2 separate regions of the Mus musculus genome follow, and region 1 is linked to region 2. The links are chromatin contacts, called in public HiChIP or PLAC-seq maps. All regions are on one chromosome and are shown on one strand. Each heading gives the region's core, a stretch centred on a gene start, on an enhancer-like site or on the middle of the called end of the contact. The rest is flanking DNA. Distances are from core to core; before and after follow the strand shown.

Evidence for each region. HiChIP or PLAC-seq counts read pairs in DNA pulled down with a chosen protein or histone mark.
Region 1: a contact with region 2 is called in a FOXA1 HiChIP or PLAC-seq map of pancreatic cancer cells. The contact joins the enhancer-like site here to the promoter of Zfp637 in region 2. A contact is called at or near these places in 3 of 39 promoter capture datasets (HPC-7-derived erythroid cells, erythroid cells and pre-B cells), 2 of 484 Hi-C or Micro-C datasets (B cells and muscle stem cells), 2 of 115 datasets of contacts at active chromatin or transcription factors (memory CD8 T cells and pancreatic cancer cells) and 3 of 9 other capture datasets (adipose tissue, liver and macrophages).

What each region holds. Positions count from the first base shown.
Region 1 is chr6:118,148,815-118,154,995 of GRCm38.p6, forward strand. Ret (ret proto-oncogene) reads right to left here. Exons shown (of 19, transcript NM_001080780.1): 19 at 2,934-6,181. Among named protein-coding and RNA genes, the nearest start is that of Csgalnact2, 13 kb to the left of the region's middle. Within about 2 kb of position 2,212, at least 22 of the 459 cell types and tissues checked have an H3K27ac peak or open chromatin away from gene starts, as enhancers often do. A contact at or near this core is called in pancreatic cancer cells, where this site is marked.
Region 2 is chr6:117,838,951-117,845,335 of GRCm38.p6, forward strand. Zfp637 (zinc finger protein 637) reads left to right here and starts at 2,231. Exons shown (of 3, transcript NM_177684.3): 1 at 2,231-2,318; 2 at 4,303-4,442; 3 at 6,075-6,385. The coding sequence starts at 4,373.

The sequences.
Region 1 (6,181 bases), core at 962-3,461, 310 kb after region 2:
TCCCATAGGAGGATGACTCCACCAAAAGGGATTATATTGAAGCGAGAAGAGAAGAGAAGAGAAGAGAAGAGAAGAGAAGAGAAGAGAAGAGAAGAGAAGAGAAGAGAAGAGAAGAGAAGAGAAGAACTGCTACAGCAAACTATTTTGCTAAACAGGAGGCTTACCTAAAGCTATGTCTAAAACCAAGTATCTCTGGAAAGGATGACCTCTGGTAAGCGTCAAGAAGGCATTATAGAACATATGTTTAGCCTCTGCCTCTGAAGAGGGGGAATGGGGACTGTTTTTTTCCTAATCTCAGGTGCCCCCAAGAGAGTGGCATGGTAGTACCACATGATTTCAGACAGATGTTAGCTTCATTTCTCCTTGAAATACCTCACAGGTTCAGACAAATTCACTCCTATCTGTTGTGTGACACTATTCCTAGGAAACACGAACAAACGACTATACCTCCTACATAGCGAACCAGTAACAGACATTAGTGAGAACACCAAAGTTGGACTTGGGGAACCCATGAATTTCTTTGGGTGACCCACAGGCAGCTGCATTAGGGAAAGCGCACTCCAGCATGGGTACCAAGCCATGGAAGCTGGAGCCCTGAAGCTTTCTGCACAACTTGCAAGCCCCTCAAAAGGTTGGTGTCTTCTCCCCTTAGCAGTTAAGAACTACCCTTTGCAAGTAACAGGCAGCCACAATGCAGGCAAGTCCTATCATATGCCTTTAAAATTGCACTCTGCTATAATACTTCCTTCTCTGCGTACTTTCCAAAAAGTCATAATTCTTCCATCCTTAAAGTCACGTCTTTTTTTTTTTTTTTTTTTTTTGATGGAGGGTCACACACTGTAGTGGTGACCTTCCTGCCTTAGGCTCCTGTATCATCAGGTCTGATCCTTGACTCTACGGTTTTCAGGAATTCAAGAATGTCAGTCTACCAGGCCCCATAGCCTGAGTCACCGGAAAACTCCCAAGTCCCTGAAACCTTTCAAGGGAGACCCAAGATAGCTGAAAGCCATGCCTGGACGGGAATGGAGGCCTCACAACAGGGCTATGATACAGGTGCCATCCATCAACAACAATCCTCTGGCTTCAGGTAGTGTAAGCAGCCTTAAGTATGACCTAAACAGGGACTGCACGCTCCTAAAGCCACGAAAGTATAAGCATGACAAAGATGAGACAGACACTTAAAAGGACCTTAAGCTTTTTATTGGTGAAGCTGACCATTTTCAAGATATCTTCATTATGAAATATCAAAAATGTTTCTTCCCCAAACTGAAAACTGGCTATTATATTTAAGCTGTAGAATGCACCCTTACCTTTCTTAGCAACACTTATTTTTAACTTGCATTACTGTGTCATCTGACACAGGTATCCTAGTACAGAACAGAGATGGTAAAGTCATAGTGGCTAGAATGGTCTCAGGATGTGGGCTCCAAGTCTTTACTGCCTGACCCCATTCCTTGCAGTGCCACCAAACTGAGAGGTGTCCCTGTCAAAGTCTCCCATGCCTGAGCTTCAGCTGAGATGTCTCAATAGCCAGGTCTTGCAATTTAACGTCCCCGTAGCTGGAGAAACACTTTGTCACTTGTCACAACACACAATGCCATTGTCACAATAATAAACTTGTGATTTTTTTTAACGTTCAACATGTTTCTCAAGCACTGGGAGTGAACGAGGCCTATCTTCAAGAGGTTCATGGCTTTGCTACAGGGTATGGTAATGTGCCCAATTAACCACTCTCTATACACAAAATATGGTTTCTCATGAGCTTACCCAAGACGTTCCATCCTGTGAATCCCCAGTGAAGTGGGAAGCCATGGAGTTCAGCTAAGGTGCTGCAATTAAAGATCTTCTGTATTGGCTGGCAGTAGAGGCCAGGGTGGCCAATCTGCGCAGAATCCCTGCTCTTCCTGCCCAGCCCTCTACAGGCAGAGGAAGCTGACTGTGCTATTTGAACATGCTTAAAGGAGAGGGATGGCTGCCCTCCACTCTGCATGCCTAGGGAGAAATGGTTACTTTATACACTGGGAAGTATGCTTCTCCTTTATTTAGGAAGCATTTATCTAGGGTATGTTCTTGGATCTACTTAGTTCTCCACCCAAATAAACTGGCCACATGGCAGGACATGAGAGGAAGGAATCTTTCATAGGAGTTGGTATTTCTTTCTTAAGGGGGGAAGTAACAAGTAACAAGACACAGAGACACATGACCCTCTGGAGTTTATGCTGCTGAAACAGTATGTTTCCAGTATGCTTCTGTAAAAGCCTGCCCCGAGGTACCTCTGAAGCTTCAGCATGTATTTCCTTCCAGCTTTTGTGGTCCAGACTCAAGTAGTAGGAATCAAAGGTTGTCAGGATGGCCTAGTTTGGCTCCAGGGGCGAGGCAGTTGCTGGAAGTGACTCAGGCTCTTTGCACTCAACACACACTGTGGTCACAGACCGGACTGGTATTAAAAACTCACGTTTGTCACTGCCCTGGACGGAGGCTAGAATGAACTAAGTAGCTGGTATGTTACACTTTGTAAGTGGCTGACGACGGTTTCTCTCCACCTTCTGCGATGTTCACTCACAACTATGCACTTTTTAAGTTTTAGTAACTGAGAGATTACTGATGTTTCAGGAAATTAACAGCTAAGAGTTCCAGAGACCAGTGGATATCGACACTGGCCACTATTTGTTCTAAGGAAGGTCACCTGCAAGGGGGATGTCTCCAATTGCAGGGAGGAAATCCTAGAGTCACAGGGTTAGTTGACTTATCACTTGAATGTTGTTGTACAAGACACCCACCAGTGACACCACCAAGAGCCATTGCTCCCTCGTCATTATTGCTCTCCCACAATTACAACAGATTCGCTGTGACATTTTAGTTATGTGTAGAAACTTTGAAATGAGCAAGCTGAGGTTTTTTGCACCAGGAAGTTAAAACGAGAGAAAAAGTTGACACATTTTATGATTTATTTTATTTACACAACTGAAATTATTTCCTTAGTCACCTTGATTACAAAAACAAGTCAACACGGTATGGTTTAATGGCCTTTCTTAAATAGATCTTACAAATTTAGTGGCTGACAGATAGCTACTTAATACTCAGTAATATTTAATAAGGGGTAACTTCTGCATATATGTAGATGAAAAATCTGTCTGATAGTGCTAACAAGTATAGGTACTTTAACAAGTATGGGTGCTTTTATATCTCAGGAACAGACAGACAATGGTTATTAGTCAAGTGTTAATTCCTCACAAATGGGCCAGCTATTTAGACTTGGAGCTCAGCCCTTGAGAGCTAACTTGCCCTAGCAAGTCACACTTACCGTGTAGGCATGTTGAATAATTTGAATTCATCCGTATTTTTGCACTTAATAAAACTACCATTAAACACATCTGAAAAAACAAAATGGGTCCCATGACTAGAGATATTTATATAAAAAACCTTATCACAGTGTATCTGAAAAAAAAATGGCCCAAAACTAAAGCCATATTATATGTTAAAATAAGCATTTTTCATCTTCCTGTCTGTCTGGCTATGTGTGCACACAAATATCACACACACTCCATAAGGCTCTATCTGGTATACTTATCTGAGCATTCTCAGCCACATAAAATGTCACAATTTTACTGTGTTTGTGAAATGCCCATAAAGATATAGTATTTTATTATGACTATTTAAAGTCCTATCACAGTGCTTCAAGTCTGAAGACCAGGCAGTGTTTTGGTAATGTGACCTTTTCATGGGAAGTGACAGTCCACAGACAGCCAAAGAAACTTCCAAGAGCCACCCCTAAAGCCCTAGAGGAGTGCTGAGTGTCTGTGGCTACAACTGCCCATATAGAAAGACAAGAACCTTACACGTGAGTCGTGGTTAGAACAGAGACCAAAACACGTACCATAGCAGCATAAAGGACGGCCGGAAGAGCTGACCCATGTGCCTTTCACACAAGCTCTATAAGAGCCAAAACCTTGTTCTCTCACCTCAGTCAGTGTCAGGGAAACATCTAATGCAACTAGATGAACTGTCCTTCCCTTTGGGCATGAGCTGGCAAGCCAGGGATTAAAACAAGACAGACCCACCTGTCCCCAAGCAGAGGGTGGGCACACTCTTTGGTGGGTAGGGTGTACTGCAGACTGGCTTGCTGGGGGTGCAGAATTTGTGGCTCAAGGCCTCTGATGACAGCAATACTGGACCTGAAGGCAACTCTACTCCAAATGCCCCGCTTCTTCACCCTGTTCTGGTCAGTGAGTCGGAGTCACGCAGCGTGAATGTTGCCGAGGGCTCAACAGGGGGACTAGGTCATGTGGGGTCACTTCTTTCCAGTTGCCTTGTATATAGCAAAGGCAACACCAAATCTCTCCATTGTGCTAATTCTAAGAGCCATTTAACCATGACAGAAACAAAACATTTTCCTAAGAAAAGGCTACATGGCTAAAAAACCCAAAAATCTATATTCAGGATGTCATATATTGAGCCGAGGACAGCCCGGAGGCTCCCTTCTCCCCTCCAGCCCTAGTGGACCCGGGTGGATGCAACTACCCAGTCCTATGCTAGGCTTTCATTCTAGACAAGGACAGGTCGTTCTGGCCAGGTTTTTCAATCAATGTTGTTTGTATGTGTGCTTCATGTTAAAACATTTTTGGGGGGACGTGGTAGGTTTTTTATCAGCCAGGAAAATCAGACAGTTCAGGTACAATTTCTCATCCAAGTCATGAATGGCAGACCCCACACATGTGGACACAGAGCTCGTGGTGGCTAGTGATGAGCAGACCAACAGAGGTGCTACCCAATGCTAAAGGGAAAGGGGATCTAACCAGAGACTCAGAGCACCCACCCAATGGGGCAGGTGTGCTAGGAGGGCAGACCACCAGGAGGGAGGACCACCAGCTATTTGAAGTAAAACCATTTGGAAACCAGCTAAAACAAACTACAGAAAACAAGTCTGCCACCTAAGGCTGGTCTTGGCCAGTATGATGTGCACAAAGGGGCCGGTGGACTTGATGCTCTTGGCATGTTTCTTCCCCCTTGGGAGTCCATTACCGTTCACAAAGGAATGTTAGCTATCAAATGTGTCCATTAATTTTGCCGCTGAGGGTGAAACCATCCAGTTAGCATATACACTATCATTTGCATATCTTGGGAACCCAGTGCTAGTGCCATCGGCTCTCGTGAGTGGTACAGGACTCTCTCCAGGCCAGTTCGGGTCTGACATGCCTAAAAATGAAAACAGATAATTTGTTCTGCACTGAAGAACTCAAACTTCATGTGCAGACAGTAAGGCCTTGGCAAAACTCCCTTTGATGGTTAAACCAACTTGCGCTTTCCGTGCCAATTCCATTAATGGTTTTGCATCCCAGGTTTCCAAAACACTGTTCTACATGGGGCAACCTTACATGCTCCTGGTACAGGTAATTTAGCAGAGGCTACCAAATCTCAAAGCCTATGAGTTTAGAGTCTCAAATCTGAAACAGATCTGGTGAAATGCTCAACTGTTTTCCCAGGACAGTGTAAAGCATCAGCGAATGGCTGGACTATATGGCTTCCTGTAGTGGGAACCCTCTAGGGGCTGTTCACCTGTCATCCCTGCTAACACGGAGGAGGAAGACTTCCTTTCCCACAGGGGGCACACACAGGCTGCCCCCGCAGCACTGTAGGCACAAGGCAGGTAGTGAGGACCTGTGACTCAGGAAGCATGCAGGAAAGAACCTACCTTAGCTTGAAACTGCAAGACTTCAAAAAGCATCAATGAGGAGATTAGGAAGCAGAAAAAAAATTTCAAGTATTTAATCCAAGACAAAGAAGGAGTTTTGGCAAGAGCCGTATTTACTGTCCATTGCAAGGCCACAGCACCACAGACTATGTTCTTTCAGAAAGCATTGGCTCAGTATTTAGCACTGGCTTCGTGAGTGACAACATCATGATGGGGGTAGGGTGCAAAGGATGTGAAAGCAGCAGTCTGGTGTCTGCCCAGGGCCCACATGGTTTTCCCGCTGCCCCACACTGCACGGCTGTGGACACATAGCTGGAAGTGGGATTATGGTCGGCTTCCGCGAGGCACACACCAGCCCAGGAGCAGCCTGGGGGTAGCCCAGCTTGCAACGATAGCATAGCTGGGGATGCCAGCTTTCCCTGGCAAAACTGACTCCCTCCCCAGATCAGGTAAATTTAAATATCGAAGTCACCAGTACTATGATTTGCT
Region 2 (6,385 bases), core at 981-3,480:
AGGACCTTCGGAAGAGCAGTCAGTGCTCTTAACCACTGAGCCATCTCTCCAGACCCTGTTGGCCATATTTCTATCAGAATATTGTTTCTTTGCCTTGTTGACTTACATGATGTCTGTCACTAGGGTTTCCCCCTTAACTCTGTCATGTGTTGTCTTCCTTTAGTGGTATTGGCCACAGTGTTAAATTTTAACCTTTTTCTTTTTTGGTTTTTTTTGGTTTTTTTTTGGGGGGGAGAGGGTGGTTTGTTTGTTTGGTTGGTTGGTTGGTTGGTTTTTGGTTTTTCGAGACAGGGTTTCTCTGTATAGCCCTGGCTGTCCTGGAACTCACTTTGTAGACCAGGCCGGCCTCGAACTCAGAAATCTGCCTGCCTCTGCCTCCCAAGTGCTGGGAATAAAGGCGTGCGCCACCACACCCGGCTAACCTTTTTCTTATTTTTGTCCATTTTATCGTGGTTGCAAACGTCCTTTCCTACACTGAGATCATGATCACATTAATTCAGTTTTTCTTCTGGGTCTTTTGTGGATCTGTGCTTTATCACACATTTGATCCACGTAGAGGGTCTCCGCATAGGAGGTCATTTGAGCAGTTTCTTTATCCAAGTAGTGAGACTGTCATAACTAATGTCACTGTCTGAATTATCATTCCTTCCCCTAGTGATGTAAGGTACCAGGGATGGAGATGTCTGTAACAAGCATTTAAATACGCACTGGCAGAACTCACCCCTAGCCCTCACTCGGCACCCTCCCCCCTTCCTGATGCAAGTGTTAAGATGCAGGTGGTGGCTGAGGACTATGCCCCATTTAAGATCTTGGCAAGAACCATGTGTCTAGGGACTCTGATCTTTCAACCCCAATCGTAACCACTCTATCAAATGGATCTGGGCCAGTAAGATGGTGTGTAGGTAATAGTGCCTGCTGCCAAGTCTGATGACCTGAGTTCGATTCCCTGTAGGAAAGGGTGAGCCCACTCATACTAATGATTCTCTGACCTCCACAGGCACAGCAAGACACCCCTCACATCCACACACTAAACAAAATGGGATCTTTTTTTCCCAAAAAATACGTGTACCCAAGTCCTCAAGGCTGTTAAGAGAATCTTTGCAGATTTATGAAGGAAACATGAGTTCTTGTCTCCCCTGATGGCCCCCTTTTCCTACCGATGCTTTGTCAACTAAAACTTGTCCTAATCCCACATCTGGTCTCACAGAACAGAGATGTCCTGTGAAGTCAAATATTTCATCCAGTCTGACACATGTAATTCTGGGAAAGGAACAAGGGCACTGCAAGAGGAACATTTCTTATGGTCTCTTTCATTCAATAGGATAGCTAAATCTACCAAGGGAAGACTCTGGGGGAGGCTCACTACGAAAGAAGTCAAGTCAGGGCTCCAGGGTGAGACTAATGTCCTTTAGAAAAGCTATTAGAGGCAGGCAGTGGTGGTGCACGCCTTTAATCCCAGCACTTGGGAGGCAGAGGCAGGCGGATTTCTGAGTTCGAGGCCAGCCTGGTCTACAGAGTGAGTTCCAGGATGGCCAGGGCTATATAGAGAAACCCTGTCTCGAAAAACCAAAAAAAAAAAAAAAAAAAAAAAAAGGCTATTAGAAATGCATATAAATAAATGCAGTCGATGGACGTTTAAGGCATCTTAAAAGAGATTTTATTGAATGGATGCTCAATTTCATCCACGCCCCTCTCAGGACCAAAAGGGCTACTCTCCCATCTCTAATAACTAATTTTAGAGTGTTCAAATCTCAACCCTTGTGTCATTAACTTCTTCAGTTAGGAAGACAATGTTAGTGTCCACTCAGGGAATACTGTTCCCTCGAGTTCCCTTGGCTCAGAAAGTCTCCCGGGCCCCGCGTAGGTGCCCTATGGGGTCCTGGAGCCGTCGGACCTGGGCTCCCCACAAGTGAGCGCCCTGGGTCGTACAACTAGTCGGGGTAGTACCTAAACTCCGAAGTCCTGCAGTGCCTCGTCCATCTTTTGGGTGAAAAAAAACTTATTACACGGACCAGAGAGTATTCCTGATTCTTTGTCCGAAATACTTGGTCCCGGCTCCTATAGGGAACCCTGAGTCTTCTGCAGTTTTAACGTCATAAGCATTCCCAAGCTTCAACCACCGCTCCTCCACAGGACGGCGCTCCCCAACAACCAGAAGCAGCCACCGCGTTTCTGCCGCAGCTCGGTCGCGGCGCTTCCCACAGTGCCTCGGGGCGCGCGCGGGCTCCTGGGAGTTGTGGTCCGGCGACGCGCAGCGTTGCAGCGGCTGCTACGGGCTCGGCGCCGGCTTTGTCTGTCTGCGGGCGCGCGCCGCTGCGGTGAGTGTTGCTGAGGCCGGGGCTGTGCGCCCGAGAGAGGGGGCTGTGTCTTGAGCCTGCTGCTCCGGCCAGGGCGCGTGAGCAGGCCAGGCTGGCCGTCCGGGCCAAAATCGCCAACCGCAGACAAGGGTGCGCTGGTCGGAGAGCGGGTGGGCCGCGGTGTGCTGCGGAAGGGTCCTGCTGCAATGTCGGGGTCCCTGGGAGGCTGGGGCCCCGCGAGCGTGGGAGGGGCCACAGGAAGGTCCAGCTAGGCCAGGAGAGCAGAGTTCACGCCTAGGGAGAGAGCCTAGCAGGGAGTGGCGTCCAGCGTGGGGGGAATTCATCCTCACCCAAAGCTCCTAATCGCACGTTAAATTGCCTCATTAGATTTTTCCCAAACCCTACAGATCACCCTGTCTGTCCTCCAGCCCTCTCTCCTGAAAAAGCACCATTTTAGGTCTTGGATTTGTAGGGCGTGTCTCAAATGTAAGAGATCCCTCACTTTCTGGTCCTCAGTTCTTCCGAGAGCTAGCTAATTGAGATAGTGTTAACTTGTTTACTAAGAGAAGAAACTGGAGTCGGGGCTGTTAGGTTGTTCTGCTACAGGGCATACACCGAGGGAAACAAGGCAAAAAATTCAAGTCTCTCGGGGCCTAATTCTGAGCTGTGGTAACATTTCTGATAGGAAAAGCAGCGTTTTGTGTTACGAAATCACTCTCTTTCAATATCTTCAAGAATTTGATTGCTCTGACTTGAACAGGTTCTTCCTTGACAATTTCCTGTTGTCAGTTGTCCTGCTATTAATCAGGGAGTCTGGAGACACAGCTGAGGCATGTTGGCTACTTCTTAGCAGGTAGAGGAGTTCAGGTATCTACCGTGTTCACTCATTTTGACTTAACCATGTTCTCTAGACACTCCAGAGACAAAAAAGTCCAGCCCCAGGGAGTAGCTACCATGTGCTTTTCTTTGTGAATCACAGGGGAGTTTTGTTGGCTTTATTTTTAATCAATAATATCTCTAAGTGAATGCATTTGCAGCATGACAGGGGACCCCTTTATAGCTTGTGTTCCAAGTTGGAAGTGAATCCTTCAAAGATTTCTTGACATCAGGCTATATAACTGAATGGATAGAAGGGTTAGCTATTTGGTTAATAAAATAGAAAATCGTACCATCAGATTGCTAATTCATTAAGCTAGGAATCCAGCATTTTGACCAGACATACTGAAACAAAGATTATACTGTACCACTATGTAAACAAAGTGTACAGATTCAGGAATTTGATCCTTAAATAAGCATTCCATGGGGGGTGGGGGGAGGGAGTGGTGGTTTGGGTTAAGAGCCTACTAAGAATTACCAGAAGGTAACAAGACCTTCTTTGTTAGGTCCTTGTAACTTGAGGGGAGCTGAAAAGGAAAGCTGGAGCTATTTCTTCCTAACACCAGTCAGGAAGGCTGGTGTGCTGACTTCTTGCCTGGAAAGTAGAGAACCCCAATTTTTTATCAAGACCAAATGCAAGCAGAGCGGCCCTTACCTGGGGACTAACAGTACAGTAGGCACTCCTACTTCTCTGCTATCTGTTTCCCTCTGCCTCCTTGCTCCTAGATTCATTTCTGTTTGGTCAGTCCTGCTATCTTCCCCACCCCCACCCCAGCCCACCCTGCCCAAACATTTATTTATGATTATATGTAAGTACACTGTAGCTGTCTTCAGATACACCAGAAGAGGGCATCAGATCCCATTACAGATGGTTGTGAGCCACCATGTGGTTGCTGGGAATGGAACTCAGGACATCTGGAAGAGCAGCCAGTGCTCTTAACCATTGAGCCATCTCTCCAGCCCTCCAGTCCTGCTATCTTTAGCCCACTTTGCAGTGACATTACCTCAGAAAGTCTGGATTTCCTGTGTTTACACTCCAAACTGATCTCAACTCTCAGGTCTGCCCTTTATTGTTTGTTTTTTTTTTTTTTTTTTTTGGTTTGGTTTATTTATTTTTTCTGTCCCTCAGGTTCTCCAGACCAGCCCATGGAAGAATCATATGAAGAGGCGGTGATCAAAGTCAGCGAGCAGGAGTGGACATGTTTGGGTTCCCAACAGCTACCCTGCTGGACTGTCATGGAAGATACGCCCAGAATGTAGCCTTTTTCAGTGAGTGAGTCAGCTGGTTGCTGGGATGACGTCAGAGCCCCTATAAGAAGATGCATTCATTTGGTGAAGCTCACTGCTCTACAGGTTGCAGGGAAAGCCTGCAAGCTGGGATTGGAAATGATAATCAAAACAAAGCAAGAAAACAGTTTGAAGCCGGACAGTGGTGGTGCATGTCTTTAATCCCCGCACTTAGGAGGACGAGGCAGGCGGATCTGTGAGTTAGAGGCTAGCCTGGTCTGTAGAATGAGTTCTAGCACAGCCAAGGCTATATAGAGAAACCCTGTCTTAAGGGAGAAAGAAAGAAAAAAGGAAAAGCAATTTGATATAGAGGTGATGTTGGGGTTGTCTCAGGCTGAATGAACCTTGAACTCTGAGCTCTAACCCCGAGTATGAGACACATAGGGAAACAGGGAAGAGCTAGAGTGCACGGCCTTGTCCATTTCCAATGTAGCTTAATAGGCCAGAATAACGTGGACTTTAAAAGAAAGAATTCCAATCCTGTTTGCAGTATTAAAGAAGTTCCTTAAGCTTCAGGCTTTTCATCTGTACACTGGAACAGACAGTAAGCTGCATCTTGTAAGAATTCGAGGCCTAGACAGAAAATATCTGAAATTATACCCTCATTTTCTGAGATCATGAACGACTGTTAGAGAACAGACTGAGATAGGGCCACTGTGATGAAGCCATTGCAGTGTTAGCCTAAGGGCTTCCCACTGGGAGTGTTCTCGCCTTTGCTTGGCTTTGCTTGTTTTAAAGGGGTGCTTTTAAGGTTTTAAAGCTTTGCTCCCTCCGTATCCTGACTCCACACCTGTTTGGGAGTCACTTAAAACTTAGATAAAAGGCTCTGTGTGATTCTCTATAATTTCCTTAATTTTATGAGCCCTTTGTTTTATTTTGTCTTTTTGGACCAGGCTTTCTCTGAACCCCTGGCTATTCTGGAACTCACTTTGTAGACCAGGCTGACCTTGAACTCACAGAGATCCTCCTGCCTCTGACTCCTGAGCACTGAAATCAAAGGTGTACACCACCACTGCCTGGCCTTATGCACCCTTTTTTGGCTTATAGCTTGGGGGGTAGCACTGGCTGTTCTTCCAGAGGTCCCAGGTTCAATCCCAAGCACCCCCTCCAAAAAAAAAAAACAAAAAACTAATAATAATAATACTGTCTACTCCCCAAGAATGTGAGAGGCTCCATTAATTTTAAAGGTGAGCTATGGAGCATGCTCATAAATGAACCCCAGAGTAACGGTTATGTGATCGCCCCATGCTCCCAGTTCCTTATCTATAGCAGTCTCGGGGTGGGTTTCAGGACTCAGTTATGTACACGGAGCCCAGTTCCTTATCTATAGCAGTCTCGGGGTGGGTTTCAGGACTCAGTTATGTACACGGAGCCTAGTTCCTTATCTATAGCAGTCTTGGGGTGGTTTTCAGGACTCAGTTATGTACACAGAGCCTAGTTCCTTATCTATAGCAGTCTCGGGGTGGTTTTCAGGACTCAGTTATGTACACAGAGTTCGTAGGATCATGCCCGGCACATCAGAAGCCCTCTAAGGATTATGTTTCTCTTCTCCCTGTTCTTCTCCCTGTTCAGCATATTGGTGCATCTTACATGACTTCCCTCTCGTTTTACCAGATGTGATGACAGAAGCCCACAAGTATGATCCTTCAGAGGCCACAGGATCCTCAAGCTGGGATTTCCAGAGCTCTTTCAGAAGAGAGAAGCTGGAACAAAAGTCCCCGGAGTCTAAGGCCCTCCAGGAAGACTCACCTGGAGTGAGGCAGAAGGTCTATGATTGCCAGGAATGTGGGAAGTCTTTCCGGCAGAAAGGGAGCCTAACGCTGCACGAGAGAATCCACACTGGTCAGAAGCCCTTTGAGTGCACCCAGTGTGGGAAAAGCTTCAGGGCCAAGGGCAACCTGGTTACACATCAGCGGATCCACACA